2 separate regions of the Mus musculus genome follow, and region 1 is linked to region 2. The links are chromatin contacts, called in public Hi-C maps. All regions are on one chromosome and are shown on one strand. Each heading gives the region's core, a stretch centred on a gene start, on an enhancer-like site or on the middle of the called end of the contact. The rest is flanking DNA. Distances are from core to core; before and after follow the strand shown. Region 1 has its middle 18 kb from the start of Gm40017. Region 2 has its middle 45 kb from the start of Gm46781.

Region 1 (3,308 bases), core at 128-2,627, 340 kb before region 2:
CCAGCCACAAGCAGTCTGGGTACCAGATTTTAGGCCAAGAGTGCTTGGGGCGTTGCTGAGCGAGGAAAGGGAGAGGCAGAACCGCCCGCAGTTACTCCTGTTGCTGCTGCGCTGCCTTTCGGGTTCTGCGTGGTGTAACAGAGCGTGACTCACCCCTGTTTTCATTCACGAGTTCAGGCACCCACTTTAAATAGACTTCACTTGGGATCTACCCTGGGATAATTACTTAATGTGCCATCTAATCGGAGATCTAATTAACGCAGGCGTTCTCTGACAGCCATCACGGAGCGCAGAAAGCAGGTAGGCGCAAGGCTGTCACCTGGATCCTTGAGGAGGTGTCTGAGGCCTGGGAGCAACCCCGGAGCAGCAGAGAAAGGCTACAGAGCACTAGCACCCTCACCCTGTGACTTTCGAGGCGACACAGGAACAAGGGGTACAGGCTCTGGAGGCCTGACCCCTGCTGCTGACCCGGAAGGGCAGTGTTTAGTGCTTGCATTGCTATGGTGGGGTGGGACCGCGATGGCGGGCCAGTGCCTTCTCTGAGGAATGGCAGTGTGGAGAGGGAAATGCTGTGGGGTCCAATGAATAATGCTTAGGTCACATCAGAGGAAGTGTGCTGGAAGTAGATCCCGGCAGTGGGCTTGTTGACGCTGCACTAGTCTGAGCATCGATTCTGCACTCAACTAACTCTCACACGACCACTGCACCTCCTATGAGCCCCAGAATTCCAATGTCCATTCCAGTGACCTCTCCAGTGACAAAGGGCTCTCTGGAAAGCCCTGCTGGCCTCAGGATGAGACAGTTAGCTGCTGTTTTCAGTTATTCAACCTCGACTCCTCAGGAACCAGTGAAGAACCAAATTCCAGGAGAGCCCAACGTGTTGGAGTTGTCCAAAACAAACATCACCCAAACGTCCAAGGAGATGAGGTAACAACGCTAAGGTCCAGCCGCAGCCCCCGGAAGTGCAGGTGGCCACTGAGCACAAAACTAAGTTTACAGATATGTCAGTAACCTCACTTTGCAGGAAGGGATTCCTCAGATCAAAGTCCAAGAGGAGGTCAGGGGTCAACCTCCATTGTGACACTTCTAAACCCCACCATCCAAAATTCCCAAGGAGTGGCAGCTGGGGCCAGAAATGGAGGGACCAGAACCACAAAACACAAACAAGGGTCCTTTGGCTGCGTTGACGTCTTCAAACAGCCCTGCTCAAGGTATGGTCACTCACTATATTATACTTAATATAATATTATTTATAGGGCCAGTCACTTTATTATATTTAATATTACTTGTATTAGATTTATATTAGGTTCAGGAGCTCTGAAGACCCAGAGAATATTCCAGAGGTAATGCTTCTGTCTGGCCCCAGAGGGTGCTATTGCCTCACAAATGAAATACCTTCCCTTTGCAGAGCCTAGAAGTTTCCATGCACAGAGAATCTTCCAGAGTTCTTTGGCTGGTCCCCCTTTTCTGCAGAGGAAGTCTTTTCAAACCCTGTGGCTGGAGCAAAGAGCAGGACCTGTCAGAGCTGGGACACTGTTTGTTGATTGTCACTGTGTGTCCAGTCTGTTGCAATGTGTCAGAGAGTATTACCACGTATCAAAGCCTGGCCCTCTGCTCTATGGGCTACATACCTTTCCTCTTACATACTCTACTGTGTGGTGTGGACATTCTGTCCCTATGCTGTAGGGCCTTATAGAAACTGGACACTTGCATGAGGTCCCAGTGTCCCCAAAAGGACCTGGGACTGCATGATAGTACCCTTGCGTCATTTGGGGACTTTGTGATCCTAAATTTCAGCGGATCCCTCTGGTGTTCAGGAGAACACATGTCTGTAAGGCATTTCCGGTTCCTTCTGGCCCTGCTGCAGGGCCCTCGGGCCTCCAGGCTCCCTTGGAGGTGTCTGGCAGCCAGCAAGTCCTTGGGAAAGGTCCTGCTCAACAATGAGCTCTGGCCAGATGTTCTGGGGTTTTGAGCCATATTTTTTATGACCCAAGAAGGACCCTTTCCATCATTTTTAAGGAAGGGAAGAACTCAATGAGTGGGAAAACTGGGTTTAGGGTGTCTGTTTTATACTGTAATGTGCAGAGGAGGCCAAGGTTGGGGTCTCTTTATAGCTTCAGCTGAGCCAGCAATGTTGAAGGCCATAAGTCAGGCAGGGGATACAGGGTTGAAGAGAAGTGTTTTCTTCTCACAGTTATTTATGCACAAGAGGGAGAAGGAAGAGGAGGAGGAGAAGAAGAGGGAGACCTAGGATAGGAGATGGACAAGGCAGCCATGAGCACCACCCTCCTTTGCTTGCCTTATGCCAGATCACACACCGGGTTAATGATCTGGACCCAGCCTTCACTGGGAAAAGGAGGAGAGCAGTAACAAAAGATGTTGGACATGCTCCTCTGGCCTACGCGCACACACACACACACACACACACACACACACACACGTGCACACACACACATATACACACACATATACACAGAGACACACACACATGCACACACAGACACACACACACACACACATACCACACACACACACTCAAAACATACAAAAATAGGAAGTTAAAAAAAAGAGCATCATTAGGCAAAATGTGCTAACTGAACGAACACCAACTGAAATGAACTGGGCATGCTGGGATCTTAGGGGGCAGAGCATGGCCCCCCAGGATAAAGGTTTTCTAAATCACCTAGTGTCTAACCAGTCATTCTCTCTTAACATGAACCATGTCTGGTCTTCAAGAAGCTCACGACCAGCATCCCAGGGCTTGAGAAGACAAAAATGGCAGCTGAGAGCTTTTCAACATGGTAGGCATTCCAAGCTTCCAGTGGGCTTTGTCCAGCATGCTCTAATGAGGCAAAGACAGCCCTGCAGCTGTTAACTAACCCACAGAAGCTTTTCTTGGTGGCTCCTCTTGCAGCTGCTGAGAAAGGGTCAGAGAAGGGAGGGCGCACAGGAAGTCCCTATCCGTCCCCACTGGCAGTGGCTCCAATGAGCATATGCCTCCCACAGACCCCATCAAGGGCTGCCTGGGACTTCATGTGATGAATTGGTTCTCTCCGGGTGAGCTTCCTCCTGCTTTTCAGGGGCAGGAAGGTCTGTCAAACATTGTTGAGCATCGTGGTTTGAATCAAAATGACTTCCAATAGGCTTGTATGGAGTAGCAATATTTGGGGGTGTGGTCTTGTTGGAGTAGGTGTGACCTTGTTGGAGGAAGTGTGTCACAGGCTTTGAAGTTTCAAAAGCTCAAGCCAGGCCCAGTGTCACTCTTTCTTCCAGCTGCCTGCTGATCCAGATGTGGAACTCTCAGCTCT
Region 2 (2,991 bases), core at 19-2,518:
TTGTTTTGTTTGAGTCAGGGTCTCCCTGTGTAGTCCTGGCTGTTCTAGAACTCACTCTGTAGAACAGATTGGCCTCCAACTCAAAGATCCGCCTGCCTCTGCCTCTCGACTGCTGGGATTAATGGTGTGTGCCACCACAACCCAGCAAGAACCTGTTTTAAAAATAAATAAATTCTTAAATGAGTAAAAACCTGAGACACATCAACAGTCCTAACCCTAGGCTGAGATTACAAAAACCATCCTCCTCTTGGCCATGAAGTTGTCTCCTTCCCCTGACTGTGGAGGCCCACTGGTCTCCAGGAGCCAAGCTTCACGCCTGCATGAGACATACCAGCAGCCCGACAGTGTGCTGAAAGCCATGATACTTTACTGTTTGCTTCCCACAGCACCGGGACCAACCTCAGTTTATAAAGTTTAGCTTCCTGTTATTATCCCAAGATTCTTATGACGGCAAGTGACAGGAATCAACTGACCATTTCTGATCAACTCAGGATCACTGGGTTCCTTCCCGAAGACAAATGTAGTTACGGCCTCAGTATGTCTTCCCAGTGCTTGAACAACCAACTAGAGAATGAAGACGGTGAGAGAGAAGATGCTTGTTGCTCGAGCACCAGAGAGTTGGGACCACCATGGAGTTTCTCTGAAGCCCTTGAAAACTGACATATCTTGAGTTCACGACCATCCTACAGAATGGGACCTACCTCCAAAGACAAATGGGCTCAGAAGATGGCTTTGACATGCAAGAATGAGGATCCGAATTTGGATTCCCAGCACCGGCTTTTAAAGCCTGGCAAGAGAACGCATGCCTCTAATCCCAACACAAGATTCTGGGAGAACTTGCTGGCCAGTCAATGTAGTCACATGACTGTCTCCTTGCAACTAAAGTGAAGATCAGCTGAGAGAAACATTCAGTGTCAATCTACTCTGACCTACATGGCTCCCCTAGACACACACACACAGACACACACAGAGATACACGCAGAGAAACACACACAGACCAATTAAAAAACAAAAAGTCAATAACTTCAAGAATGACCCTCAGTGCCCCCTGCTTCCAGCAGGACAAAGCCTCTGTCTGACATCCTGTGCACAGCCATACTCTAAGAGGCAAGCTAAGGGTTAAGCATCTTCTCCAGGGCAGGATCCACCTGCCTCTTCAGCCTGTACCCTGTCACCCCCCCAACCCCCCCATCCCACCCCCTGTTCCCTGTGCGTCAGCGATTGTCTGCCATTTGGCCTTCACAAAGGCAAGTACCCTGTAGCCTTTCAGAATAAGCCATGAAATCTGCTCTGAAGCCTCTGCCCCCAGCTGCTGTGGCTTCCTCTCTAATCCCACATGACTCATCCACTTTAAAATTCCCGCTTTCCACCCACTTCCTGAAATGTCAGGAGCCGCCTGTCACCACATAATCAAGTTTCTAGTACCCGGTTTGAAAACCTTCTTTTTTTTTTTTTTTTTTTAATAAAAAAGGTGATTGTTTTAAACAGAAGTAGAAGAAAAAAAGAGGCGTCTCACAGCAAAAAAATGACAACCCAGGAAGAGCAAGCAGACGCCAGGGACAGACAAGATACACGAGGCTGTCCGCATGATTTCCCTTTATTAGTTTTTAAAGTAACTTGCAAAATGGAACCAGGGACCGACGAGGATTCATTTCCGTTGTCTCAGTGGCGTGTGAAAAACAGTGGCTCAAAACTGTCACCCCGAGTAACCCAAGAACAGCTTCGCTTCTTATCCCAGACTTAATAAGATAAATCCTTGTCTGATGCGTGTTAATAAAAGCAGCTTTTTATGAAATATCCTTCAGATCGGCAACAAGTTCAACGGTCACAAAGTTGACAAAGAAGCAATATGTCAAAATTGATTCATTGCCTGCATTTTTAATGCTTTTAGATCATTTCCTAATTCACAAACCCGCTGGTTTGCCATGGCAAGGCTCCATTTTTGTCTACATTTGATATGAGGAAATTGAACCCATCAAGAAAATAGGAGGTTGGGTCACCGCGTGGGTCAGGGAGTAGGCGATTGGCTATTTCAGTAAACAATTTGCTTTCAGCTTGGTCTAAAGCTTTTTCTCTCCCAAAGTTTCATCTGCTGCTTGTTGTCTGGTTGGGGGGGAGGAAGGTACTTGTTTTTTGCCTTTTTGTAGGGATAGGCTTTTGTTGTTGTTGTTGTGGTTGTTTTACTTATTTATTTTTTTTAATACAGTTTCACCATGGATCCTAGACTGGTCTAGAACTCATTATAGAACTCAAGATTGACTTTGAACTTAAAACTCTCCTGCCTCCGTTCCCCAAGTTCTGGAGTGGAAGGGCTGCCCCACGGAGCCCCACTGCCTGTCTGTGACATAGGTATAACTGTGACCTTGTTGTACTCCCCAGGTTGTCCTTTCATATGGGTCTGGAATCTCTGGTAGCGAATCCCGGGGTGAAGAGAGATGTGAAGCTTGGTAATTTCTCCATCCTTTTCAGCATTCCCCCTGACACTGACAGTATGTGGAAATGACAGAAGAGAGTTATCCCTTTTGGAGATGGGGTTGAAGTTGGATGGGGGGCCTTGCCACCTGTCTGTCTCATTAGCCACACCATGAGTAATTTGCACGTGCATATTTGTGATTTTATTCAGTGCCTTCTATAATCCCACATTTGTCAATCTGACGACCTTCAGCAAACTCTTCCTGCTAGCTTCCTCTCTTGACTTGGTACCATTTTCCCCACCAAGACAGCGGGGGGGAGGGGGGGCACAAAGAGATGGAGCACCTTAAACCCCATGAAGGCAGGAAGCTATCTATCACTAGCTCCCTAGGGTTGGCTCTGGGGTGGGAGGCTTCAAAGTCTGTCTCGGCCTCAGCTCAGAAAGCTTCATGCCACTCTTGGAGGCCAAATGATGATTAACATTCTAAATCTTACAAGATCCTGGGATATAGAGTTCCAAGCATCCTGGAGCCACAGCTACTCATTGGCACTTCTCAGCAGGCTGAAAGTCATAGAGGG

The links. Hi-C and Micro-C count contacts between places; a contact is called where the count stands out from the background.
Region 1: a Hi-C map of muscle stem cells shows a contact between it and region 2, with 3 times the contacts expected there. The contact joins two enhancer-like sites.

The regions. Positions count from the first base shown.
Region 1 is chr2:174,898,895-174,902,202 of GRCm38.p6, reverse strand. No RefSeq gene overlaps it. Among named protein-coding and RNA genes, the nearest start is that of Gm40017, 18 kb to the left of the region's middle. Within about 2 kb of position 1,377, at least 21 of the 459 cell types and tissues checked have an H3K27ac peak or open chromatin away from gene starts, as enhancers often do. A contact at or near this core is called in muscle stem cells, where this site is marked.
Region 2 is chr2:174,560,353-174,563,343 of GRCm38.p6, reverse strand. No RefSeq gene overlaps it. Among named protein-coding and RNA genes, the nearest start is that of Gm46781, 45 kb to the left of the region's middle. Within about 2 kb of position 1,268, at least 23 of the 459 cell types and tissues checked have an H3K27ac peak or open chromatin away from gene starts, as enhancers often do. A contact at or near this core is called in muscle stem cells, where this site is marked.